4 separate regions of the Mus musculus genome follow, and all the other regions are linked to region 1. The links are chromatin contacts, called in public HiChIP or PLAC-seq and Micro-C maps. All regions are on one chromosome and are shown on one strand. The core of a region is the stretch at or near the end of the contact, and the rest is flanking DNA. Distances in the headings are between cores, read along the strand shown. Region 1 overlaps Gm51969 (a long non-coding RNA gene). Region 2 has its middle 47 kb from the start of Vrk1. Region 3 has its middle 8.2 kb from the start of Gm32776. Region 4 has its middle 28 kb from the start of Gm32776.

Region 1 (2,624 bases), core at 46-2,545:
TCTGCATACATTACTTAAACTCTTTGTTTAGATGTCTTTTTTTAGCTTTCTTACTTTTATTCCTTAAAAAAAAAAACCCAAGGATATAATGAGGCATAATTATGTAAATACCGCATATTTATCTGTGCAGTGCTTTTAGATGCATGGTGGTCTCCGTGTATGCCTGACTCTCTCCAGGAAGCCAGGCCTCCAAGTTAGAGTTCCCATTTTACAGATGAGACAATGAGGCCCTGGACAGTTCAGTGAGATGAAAAGCAGAGTAGGAAGAACCTGTCAACTACTGTGCATCGTGGGTTAGCTTAGGAATACACGTGCTTGGTATATAAAGTGTAGCAAGGGCCCTGAACCCATGGGGATGCCAAACCTGGCATTCAGAGAGTGCACCAAGAATTGGGTCCTTTAGGAATTCCCGCCAACGCTTAGAGGAGGTGTGGGGGTGGTGGCGGTGGGGAGGAGTGTCTCTAGTGTGACTTTTTCACTGTGCAGTAAAGTCTCTCTCAATTTAACTTCTTCCTCTCCCATTTCATGTGAGTGTCTCTGTGTGTATCTGTTTCTGTGAAGAGCATGAGCCGGAGGGTGCCTATGTGTGCTTATATGTGTGTCTAATAAGCCCAGAGATCGAGTCCGGTGTCTTCTACCACACGCTCTCTCAATGGCCCGGGGCTCATCCAGCAGACTAGGCTGCCTGACCATTGATCTTGGGGTCTTGCACATCGCTGCCCCCGCCCCGTGATGGTATTACAAAGTGTGTCATCAGACCTGGCTTTTTATGTGGGTTCCAGAGCTCAAGTCCCCATTCTTGCTCAGCAAGCATTTTACCCAGGGAGTCATGTCCCCAGCCCAGCTGAGCTTCTCTATATAAACTCTGAACTCAGGCCCGAAAGCACACTCTCTTCCTCATTCACTATCGTCACTTTTTTTTTTTTTAATTTTTAAAATCATCACCCTTTTGTAAACTGAAACATGGAAACCAAAAACCAAAACGACAGCAACGCTTGAGCCTCTGAAGCCTGGCGGTGGTTTGACGGGGCTGTTCGGGAACCTCTGCTTGTGTGTTCCTGTGCCCCCTCTCCCAAAATGTGCCGCAATCAGAAGGCTCAAAGCTCCTCGCTGACTCCCCTACAGCTCTCAGAGTTAAAGCCCTTGCAACGACCTCTGAACTCCAGCCAGATCCGCGGTGTCTGCACCACTTGCCTCTGATAGTTCTGCTCCAAACAGGGTCTCTCTGGCTCAGCCCTAATACCTCTTTGGTCCTAGGCCTTCAGATAGGTTCTGCAAGGTGCAGTTTCCATGGCTTTCCCCCGGAGGCGCATGCGCACCGCACCTTCCGTTGCATCTTACTAAACCATCCCCTTTCAATACGAGCTTCCTCAAATTCCAGCTGCGTAGTACCAAAGTGCCAGGTTGGGTCTGAGCGGGGATACCCCACAGGGACAGGCATTCTATAGCTGTGCTTACCGCCGGGGCACCAGACTGAGGAGGACGTCAGTCCTTAATGCAAAACTGCCTTTAATTGTTCCTTGCAGATCTGAGCAGAAGGAAGCACGGGTTCTCATCTTTTAGCCTCGGTGACCTCTGACCTCTTATCAGAAGGACGCAGGCCAGGCCACTAGCAAGTTAGGAAGCGCTGTCCCGTGTTATCGCTGAAAGCTACGCATTTTCTTGCGAGACAAACATTATTTGAGGCCACGCAAGTACACACTGCACCTCTGGAGTTAGGCTGTTTTTCAAGGCTGGGGACAGGTCGCTGTTATTTTTGTTGTGTGTTTTTTTTTTTTTTTTTCATGGCTCTTTTTAGTCTTCCACCTGTTTACTGGGTTTGCTGGGCTCAGCCTCCAGAAAACAAGACAGAAAGCACCTCTCTGTGTTGCGTAGATTTAATACGCTCCGGGGGAACCCAGCACTGGTGGGTTAAGGAACAGGAATGTGCTCCCAGTTTAGGAAAGACAGTTCTTCAGCTTGAGTTTGTTTGGATGAAAACAAGACGGGCCCACATTTCTGTGTAAATCTGAAACCAGACAAGTTTCACACAGTTGCACATTTCAAAAAAGAAAAAAAAAAGAAAGAAAAAAAAACCGTTCTGCTCCCGTTTGGTGAGTATTCCGTGTATCGGGGGGAGGGGACCCCCTTAGACTTTCCAATGACAAAACGATTCCTCTTCTCCTCTCCAAAACCCTTTTTTGAGCCGTGTTCTCGGGTGTAGACTGGTTCTCTGGTGTGTATGGGAGTCTGGGATGCTGGAAGATGCTTCTATGAGATGTCAGCTCCGGGGCATGCTGTGGAACTTGCCAGAACAATCCCATTGCCCATAAATACAAAATCCTCTTTCTCACCCAGAGTGCCAGGTGCACCTTCGTCCAGAAAAACCTCAGCCTGGCCTAGGAGAATATTGTGTTCTGAGATTTTTCTGCAAATACACACACACACACACACACACACACACACACACACACACACACTTTCTCTTTCTGTCATTTTCTGTGTTAACCACATTCTTAAAACCTGGAGGCACGCCAATTTTTTTTTCTTGAAAACGGAAAAAAAATTCAAAAGTTTTTTTTTTTTTTGTAATTGAAATTCATGACAAATTACAGACAGTTTTTTTCTTCTTCCTGTCTCTTTTA
Region 2 (2,624 bases), core at 74-2,573, 510 kb before region 1:
TCGAAAACATGTACCCTTCAGATGATTTCCAATATGCCTGATAACCCCAGAACTTAAAAAAAAAATTCTTAGTTTGAACTTGGAATTAGGTTACAATGGTAAAAACAGGACCCTTGACTTGGGTGAAGTTATTGTGTTGTGGATCTGCTCACGTCCGTTTGACAGGAGAATTTTTATATCAGGACTCTGCCTAAGGTGTTTCAGGGTATAGGGAGCAAGCAGGGAGCAAGGAACCAAAGGGGTATCTCAGCTCAGCTGGTAATAGGGTCGCCATTCAGAGGAACCCACCACCAAGTCCAGTCCGCGTCTCTAAGGGCTTTAAGGTTCGTAGAAGGCAGCCAGGGACCAGTTTATAGAAACACTTCCTCCTTCTTTTAGAGAAAACAACATTCAATCTCAGTGCGGGGGGCGGGGTGGGGGTGGGGGGAACGTGGACTTTGTCACGGCCACTGCTGAGGGAGTACCTCAGACTCTTCCCTCCTCCCGAGCACCCCTCGGGCTGCTGAAGAAAGTGCTGGATGATCTCCTCCCAATATACAATATGTAAATCTCAATGCGAGAAGCAAATAAAAAACCCAACCTGCACGTAGTCTACCTCATCTGCCAAAAGAGACCCAACCGGCCTTCCATACTTTTTTTTTTTCTTTTTGCTCGGGCGCCTGCGGTAGCAAGCCGTTACAACAATCCGAAAATTAAGTTACCACAATTAGGAATTAGAAGCAGGTGGCATAATAATGGTGCTTTTTTTTTTCATTTCATTTATTAGCAAAAAGAGGGAGAGGCGCTTCATTTATTTTCATCAGCCCTCAGTAAAAGCATAGCAATTTGCAACACAAAAATCATTTCAAGTACCTCAGCCTCGTGCAACCTCGTTTTCCTTTTTTTTTTTTTTTTTTTTTTTTGCTTAAAAGCCTTTTAAAGTTTGCCTGCCCACCACCCCCGCCCCTCGAAAGTGGAGTGTGTGTGTGTGTGTGTGTGTGTGTGCGCGCGCCCTTACCCCTCCCCTCCCCCATGTTAGGTGACGAGGTAAGTGCAGATGGGATCGGATTATTTCCCCCCCTTAAAAAGTTCCGGGGAGCAGAGTTGGAGGTTGGGGGGGGGCACCAGTATGCCCTGCCTCCTTTGCCCAGTTTCTGTTTCACACGGCTTGTGTGTAACATCAAGTAAGGCACTCGACAACTCTCTGCACGCCCCCCCCCCATCAGCCACTCGGGGCCTCATCCACACCCCTGCACCCCTGAGCAGCCCAGCACCCTACAGGCTGCCCGGATGGTCCAGGACCCCAAGGCACGACAACCCTTGCGCTCCCTCTAGCGTTAGTATCTGGGATCGTCATGGGCTGCTGCGCAGCTGAGCTGCCTGCAATCCCTTGGTGTGCGAGATGATGTGGCGTGCACTCCGTTGCTGAGTGCACTCGATGTGCGGGGTGCACGGAGTATGCCGGGCGCTAGGGACTCCTGGAGTTGGATACGTAATTTTGCACGATGCTCCTGCGACCCCACGGTGGGAGATGCTAATTGCCTGCTTTGGGCGGCTCTTTCCATGCTTAAGGCTCCTTTCTCGTGTTGCCCCCTCAGTCCAAGAACTACACTCCAAGCGAGCCGCTGCCCGCTTTCACGCCAGCTCGTAGACTGTGTCTCTCCTGGTCATGGAGAGGTCGCAATGCCAGGCGGTCCCTGTTTTACGCACCCCTCTTCTGCCCGCGCCTTCAACTCCGGGCTGGTTTCACTTTGTCTCCAGTTGGGCCATCTTGGGTGTCCGGGATAGCGGACTTCCTTTTCTGAGCGCTCCTGTTGCTGTTCTCTTCTCGCCACCTTCTAGGTCCCTCCTCGGCCTCCCGCCACAGAGCACGTGTTTTCTACCGTCTTTCTTCTTTGGCGTGTACTTTTCCTTTGTATTTCATCCTTTCGGTTTGCTTCTCTCTCACCTGTCACTACTAAACCGTGTTAGAATGGAGAAGACACGGGCTAGAGGACCCCACAGCCGGCAGTGCTGGGGAGCCCTCTGTAGGCTCCTACGTCTTTCTTACTTCAGTGTGAAGTGTGTCAGCTTGGTTTCCAGACTTCACAAAGGTTGTAGGGATTTGAGGAAGATCAAACAAGCCGTGGGCACACCTGCCAAGGGGACGGGGCAGGGTGGGGTTGGGGGAGAAGACCAGAGACAGAGATGGGAGGAGGGGTGGAGGCGAGACAGCGCTGCCCTTCTGGAGTATAATTTGGCAATCCATACGAAGAACCTTTTGCACATTATCAGTAATGCCACTTCTTGGAATCCAGCCCAAAGAAATAATATGAAAGGTTAAAAAAATATTTTGGACCCAAAAATGTTAATCACAGGCCTGTGAGATAGCTCATCAGCTGAAGAAGAAAACCAACTCCAGCAAGTTGTTCTCTGATCTCCACAGGATGCCACGGGGCCTACATACCCTGCCCTACATAATACATTAATAAATAAATGTAATTTTAAAAAAAGAATCAAACTACAGGGGGCATGAAGAAATCTTGGGAATAGGCCATGGAGTGGTCAGCCTGAACGCAGGACCCCGGGCAGACACGCTGACTGTCCTGGTGAGGCTGGACGCAGATGCAGACGCACACAGAAAACATCTGGACGCGCCCGTCCAG
Region 3 (2,624 bases), core at 77-2,576, 340 kb before region 1:
TAACAGGGGTCAAGGACTCAGACCGCTGGGGAAAGATTTCAGAGAAAGTCATGAACACTGGTCAGTGAACTCGGAGGGAAAGCCATGAGCCTCCCATTGTCACACTCGTGTGCAGGTGTCCTGTTACTCCAGTTTCATTCTGACCTCAGCTCTTCCACAACAGCAGGAACCCAGAGACGAAGGCCCTGGGAGCAAGCGGAATGGTGGCCTTTCACACACTTAGCTTGGGAAGAACTGAGTGGCTCTTTGTAAATGATGATCCTTTTATGCGTAGCAAGTGGCCTCAGGTGGCTCTCAAAACGCTGAAGTCATTGAAGGACGCTACAGTGTAGCCGAGTGGCCCATGGCATCCTGAAATAGGGGTAAATAAAATCCAGTGGCAAACACGCCGAGTCAAAGCAAAGCTAACCCTGGCTTTGAATTGCGAATGTTTGGACTCCATCAGGTATGGCAAACCTCAAATGCAGAGTTTTCTTCAGATGCCATGAGTCATACAAGAAAATGTCCTTAAAAATCACTACTTTGGGGACTCCAAGTTAAAAAGAAAATTGTAGACACGCGTTTTGAGACTCAAAGCCCATTTCACTGGTGGTTTTCTTGGACTGACTATAAAGATGCCCACTTTCTTCCCATTAAGAGACTTCTTTGCTCGTCTTTCGTCCAAAGAAGATGAACTAAATTGGTTTTTGCTTTTGTTGGTGGAGTTTGGAAATGGCGTCACGTGGTAGTCAGCGAATTGCAATAGTCTCCGTTTCTCAGGTAGAACCCGCTGACAGGGTTCCATGGGTCACTGTGGAAATGACTTCTGTCTGCATCCAAGATCCGGTCAAGGAAGGAAAACCTGGAAGATGAGGCCACTTTGTCCTGCACTGTAACTTTACAAACAGGAAAAGAGGCCTGGGGAAATCCTGTGTCACACCTGAGCCACAGAGACTGCTAGGGAGGAGAGACCAGGGCTGAGCCTTTCTGTAACCGAATTTAAAATTGAGGCTGGGGAGGCAGGAGGGTTTCTGTGAGTTTGAGGTCAGCCTGTGCTACATAGTGAGCTCTAGGCCAGCCAGTGCTGCAGAGTAAAATCCTGTCTCAAAAATAATCAACCACCAATGTGCCCATCAAGGCCCAAATGCTTAAGGTGATAGGCAAGACTGGAGTTTTAGCACGGTAGATCTGCAGCTAACACACATGCGCGCGCGCGCACACACGCGCACACACACACACACACACACACACTGCTTCACGGCTCTGTTCTCCAGTGTCAACCTTGCTTTGAAGCCTGGCTGTTACACTCCCTGTCAGCCTCCTCAGGCCTTCGGGGCATGGCCTTTGTGTTGGTTCATTCTGAATGTCACCTTGACAGCACACCAAGTCACAAGACAAAGCTCTGGGCACGCCTGTGGAGTGGTTTCTTTCTAAACGGTTTTCAATTTTTTTGTGTGTATGTGTGTGCGATGTACGTGTGGTAAGGGCATCCGTGTGTGAGCATAGGCACATAGAGCACATGCAGAAGTCAGAGGACAGCTTCTATGCTGGTCCTCACCGGTCACTTGTCACTGCTTGTCACTGCTCACAAGCTAGCTGGGCAGAGAGCATCCTGGGATTCTACTGCCTGCACCTCCCGTCTTCCCAGAGGGCACTAGGACTACCAAAGCATGAGGTCCTGTATCTATTATACATGAGACCTGGGGACTTGAACCCAGGCCCACATACCTGCGTGTCATAAGCATTTCACCAATCAAATCTCCTTAGGCTTCAGGTATGGGTCACCATCGAAGTAGTCCTCTTCAGATGGCGTCATGTGTGCTGGGGACACTTAACTAGATTCCTGGACTCTCACTGGGCAAGACCAGCTGTCTAAAATTGGAGGCCCTCACCTAAAGGAGGTCTGTGGAGACACAGACCCAGCTCCTAGGACCCTTACCCATGAGCCTGAGTAGGCAGGACAATATTTCTCTGCACAGGACTCCACGATACCACCTCCCTCTGCCTTGTCCCGCAGAGACACATGCTGGAAGTCTCTTACTTCCCAGGCACCAATAACAGGGACCCTTGATAGCAGAGTCTCTCTCTTCATCTCCCCACGGTGACTCGGTTCACACTAAAGGAGCAAACCAGCGCCGCACATCTGTCAGCCCCACATTCACAGAGCTATTTGGACTCGAAATCAAGAAAAAAAAAAAAAAACAAAACTGATTAGGGAAAGATCTGCTTTCAGAAAACCTATTTCTGTCACAGGGGGCTGGGGAAATAAAATAATGTTTCAATAATTTATGCAGCTTGCACTGCCGAAAAAACCCCCACTGGAAACGTGAAGTGACGGGTTACGTGAAGTGAGGAGGCGCACGGAGAACCGCCACTGCCTTAATCAGCACCGAGGATAATTCTAAATAAATTGGAAAAACCAGTCTTGCTTTCAGATTTTGACTGATGATGGGTTGGGGATGCTTTCTCATGGAAAATGTTTGTTCTGGCTGGCTCCCTCCGAGGACACTGTTAGCTGTGGCTTCCCACGGATCCCAATCCTGGTCAGTTGTCTTCCTCACTCAGGCGCTGTTGGCCTGCTCAGGGTCCAACCTGCCCGGCATGGTTTTCCCAGGATAACTCAACCCCGTGCATGGAGCCTGGGG
Region 4 (2,624 bases), core at 46-2,545, 300 kb before region 1:
TCCCCAAGAATCCCCCCTCTGCTCTCTTCTCTCTCTGTCTCTCTCTGTCTCCCCCCCCCCTCCCTTCCCTCTCCTCCTTTGCTTTGCAGCTGCTGCGAATGTCCACAGGAGTAGCGTGTGTCCACGTGACTTCTGCGGAGCCGACAGCGTCCACGTTCCTGTGTCGTCCGAGCCGTTTGAGGCAGCAGGTAACGTGACTGACGTCAGGGAATGAGTGAAGTTCGCGTTTGCTAACTTAGCTCAGGACGCTCACCCAATCTCGCAAGCAGAGGAAGCCCCGAGCCAAGCTGCACACGTGACCACCTTCTCTTCAGGGTCCGCAGGGGCCGAGATCTGCTTTTCCTGTCCCATTCACCAGGGATGACACACCAGGCAAAAATGTAGTCCTCTTTCTTCCTATCTCTTCCCATCATCTTCTTCTCCCGCACATAACATTGATTTATTTTTAATTTCGATGCACCGGTGCTGGGGAGAGACACTGGCAAAAAAAAAAAAAAAAAAAAATCCCTTTCCCTCTTCTGCAGCCCTCGTGCGCGGTGTAGGTCTATCTTATTTATCAGTGATTATAAATCAATACGGAGAATGCCGTGCAGCCGGATGGGCCTCCCGAGCCTCAGACTTCAGCATGCATGAATGCAAGGTGTCGGATGAGGAATTTATTAGTTTAAGCAGATTCGAGTTTCTTCTTTTAAAATTTATTTTTCTCCCAGGCAGCTGCGGCTGTCGGCTGCTCCATCTCCCTCTTCAAGCTCAGTGTTTGGGAAACAGACAAGCGCTTTCCACACAGCATGACAATGTGTAATCAGGGTCCCTGCGGTATGCTTTACCTTTGTTGCGGAGGAGGGAGTCGGAGGAACTTGCTTGGGGTCCCTTTCACTTGGGTGAGCATTTGGAGGCCGAAGGACCTAATTATTATTTTTTTTTAAACACTGCCTTTACTGCGTTTGCCTGGGGAATTATTTCAAATCGACTGACAGACCTATTGTGCTAGCGACATCTCAGCGACTGGCTTTTTACACGGAAAACAAGCCTTCTGTTAATTCAGCAATAACACACCCCGCGTGCAAAAATTGCATTAGTGGCTCTAACCCGAGTGCTGAGCGCATTCAGAGGCAAAGCCCTGCCGCGCGACAGGGGTTGAAGGGAATATGCATCAAAATGCCTGGCATTTAATTTCTCCCCCCTTCTTCAGGAATTTAGCCAGTGAAATATAGCTGCCAGTGTCCCAGGCCTTGTGCAAGCTCCCGCAATATGCTCTCGATCAATCAGATTTGCATAACTAAACTGTCTGCGAGCCTGCTCGGCTGCCCAGGTGCAAGGCCATTTGCATATAGAACAGTGAGGAGGTCCCAGGAGTCACTTCAGACCGGAGTGACTGCTGAGCCCGCAGTCCACACAGCCCCGGAAATGAAATTGGAATGACAAAAAGAAAAAAAAAAAGTGCTCGCCTGGAAGGGTGAAATATGCAGGCGTCTCGCAAAGGTTATATAGAGACTGCCAGGCTGGACTCCTGAACCGCAAGACCCATCCGGTCTTCTACAGCCTTGCTGCCAAGGCCACAGGATGATCAGAGTCACAGTGGGGGCAACGCCCTGGGGGGGTCTCCTCGCCTGCCCCAGGAACTTTCCCCGTTTGCCCTTGTGGGTAGAGAGAACTGATTTCATCTCAAGGCAGGATTTCCAAGCAGATCTGACACTGACCTCCTTGGTCCCCCCATCTACCAGGGCTGTGGCTTGATTCCTGGCCTTCAGGAATTATCTGAATGTAAGTACAAGTCCCCAGCCTAGGCTCCAGGTCTCTTCTGGCTGCACAGCAGCCCACCAGGGAGGCTGATCAGAGACCTCTGGTTGAGGACCCAGGGAGGTCCTCTCTTATACTCAGGAAGTTCTCGAAGGTCAGACAGAATCTTCAGTTATTGAAGGCCACTCTGCTTAGTGGTTATGGTGTGAGTGACCCAGCTGCTGGTGTCCCACTGTTTCCTTTGTCATGGAGAGCCAGCCCTTCAGGTCTACCACCTTGGGTTGTTTTCAAATAACCTTGCACAACAAAGATGAAGATAACCCAGGCTGGCTCACTTGTTAGCCTAGGTTATTAATAATTTTAATCTGATTTTAAGTAACTTAAACATTTTCATGAGACCCTAAAAGTAGTGCAAGTTGGTGTCCCCAGGCCCGTGATGCTGAGTAGGTGCAGTCCTGTTTCTAGTCATGTGTTATCATGACAAGTCCACAGTAACGGGTGGTGTCCAATGTATGTTGTGCCCAGACCTTCCTGGGGGACACACAAAAGTGTCAATGTTCTGAATTTTCAGGTCTCAGACTCTCTCTTTCTCTTTCTCTCTGCATATGCTGTGTGTGTGTGTGTGTGTGTGTGTGTGTGTGTGTGTGTGTGTGTGAGAGAGAGAGAGAGAGAGAGAGAGAGAGAGCTTCCATGTGGGGCTCAGAGAACAACCTTGGGTTTTTCTCCTCAGCAACTGTTTATTATTTACTTTAATAAAGATTAGGCTATATACTTTTTTCTGTGCATGACTTTTTTTTCCCGTGTGTATGCGTGTACACTGCCTGTGTTTCTGCTATCCATAGAGGCCAGAGGAAGGCAACAGATCCTCTGCAGTCACAGGTACA

What was found. Hi-C and Micro-C count contacts between places; a contact is called where the count stands out from the background. HiChIP or PLAC-seq counts read pairs in DNA pulled down with a chosen protein or histone mark.
Region 2: an H3K4me3 HiChIP or PLAC-seq map of forebrain shows a contact between it and region 1, with 4 times the contacts expected there. The contact joins two enhancer-like sites. A contact is called at or near these places in 1 of 39 promoter capture datasets (hippocampal neurons), 4 of 115 datasets of contacts at active chromatin or transcription factors (astrocytes, embryonic forebrain, embryonic stem cells and 1 more) and 3 of 9 other capture datasets (embryonic stem cells, embryonic tail and embryonic trunk).
Region 3: a Micro-C map of embryonic stem cells shows a contact between it and region 1, with 2.1 times the contacts expected there. The contact joins two enhancer-like sites. A contact is called at or near these places in 1 of 484 Hi-C or Micro-C datasets (embryonic stem cells) and 3 of 115 datasets of contacts at active chromatin or transcription factors (all in embryonic stem cells).
Region 4: an H3K27ac HiChIP or PLAC-seq map of embryonic stem cells shows a contact between it and region 1, with 5 times the contacts expected there. The contact joins two enhancer-like sites. A contact is called at or near these places in 1 of 484 Hi-C or Micro-C datasets (embryonic stem cells) and 4 of 115 datasets of contacts at active chromatin or transcription factors (embryonic stem cells and forebrain).

The regions. Positions count from the first base shown.
Region 1 is chr12:106,473,371-106,475,994 of GRCm38.p6, forward strand. All of the region lies in intron 1 of Gm51969 (a long non-coding RNA gene), which reads left to right. Among named protein-coding and RNA genes, the nearest start is that of Gm32876, 4.6 kb to the right of the region's middle. Within about 2 kb of position 1,296, at least 30 of the 459 cell types and tissues checked have an H3K27ac peak or open chromatin away from gene starts, as enhancers often do. A contact at or near this core is called in embryonic stem cells and forebrain, where this site is marked.
Region 2 is chr12:105,961,533-105,964,156 of GRCm38.p6, forward strand. No RefSeq gene overlaps it. Among named protein-coding and RNA genes, the nearest start is that of Vrk1, 47 kb to the right of the region's middle. Within about 2 kb of position 1,324, at least 119 of the 459 cell types and tissues checked have an H3K27ac peak or open chromatin away from gene starts, as enhancers often do. A contact at or near this core is called in forebrain, where this site is marked.
Region 3 is chr12:106,137,360-106,139,983 of GRCm38.p6, forward strand. No RefSeq gene overlaps it. Among named protein-coding and RNA genes, the nearest start is that of Gm32776, 8.2 kb to the right of the region's middle. Within about 2 kb of position 1,327, at least 7 of the 459 cell types and tissues checked have an H3K27ac peak or open chromatin away from gene starts, as enhancers often do. A contact at or near this core is called in embryonic stem cells, where this site is marked.
Region 4 is chr12:106,174,061-106,176,684 of GRCm38.p6, forward strand. No RefSeq gene overlaps it. Among named protein-coding and RNA genes, the nearest start is that of Gm32776, 28 kb to the left of the region's middle. Within about 2 kb of position 1,296, at least 66 of the 459 cell types and tissues checked have an H3K27ac peak or open chromatin away from gene starts, as enhancers often do. A contact at or near this core is called in embryonic stem cells and forebrain, where this site is marked.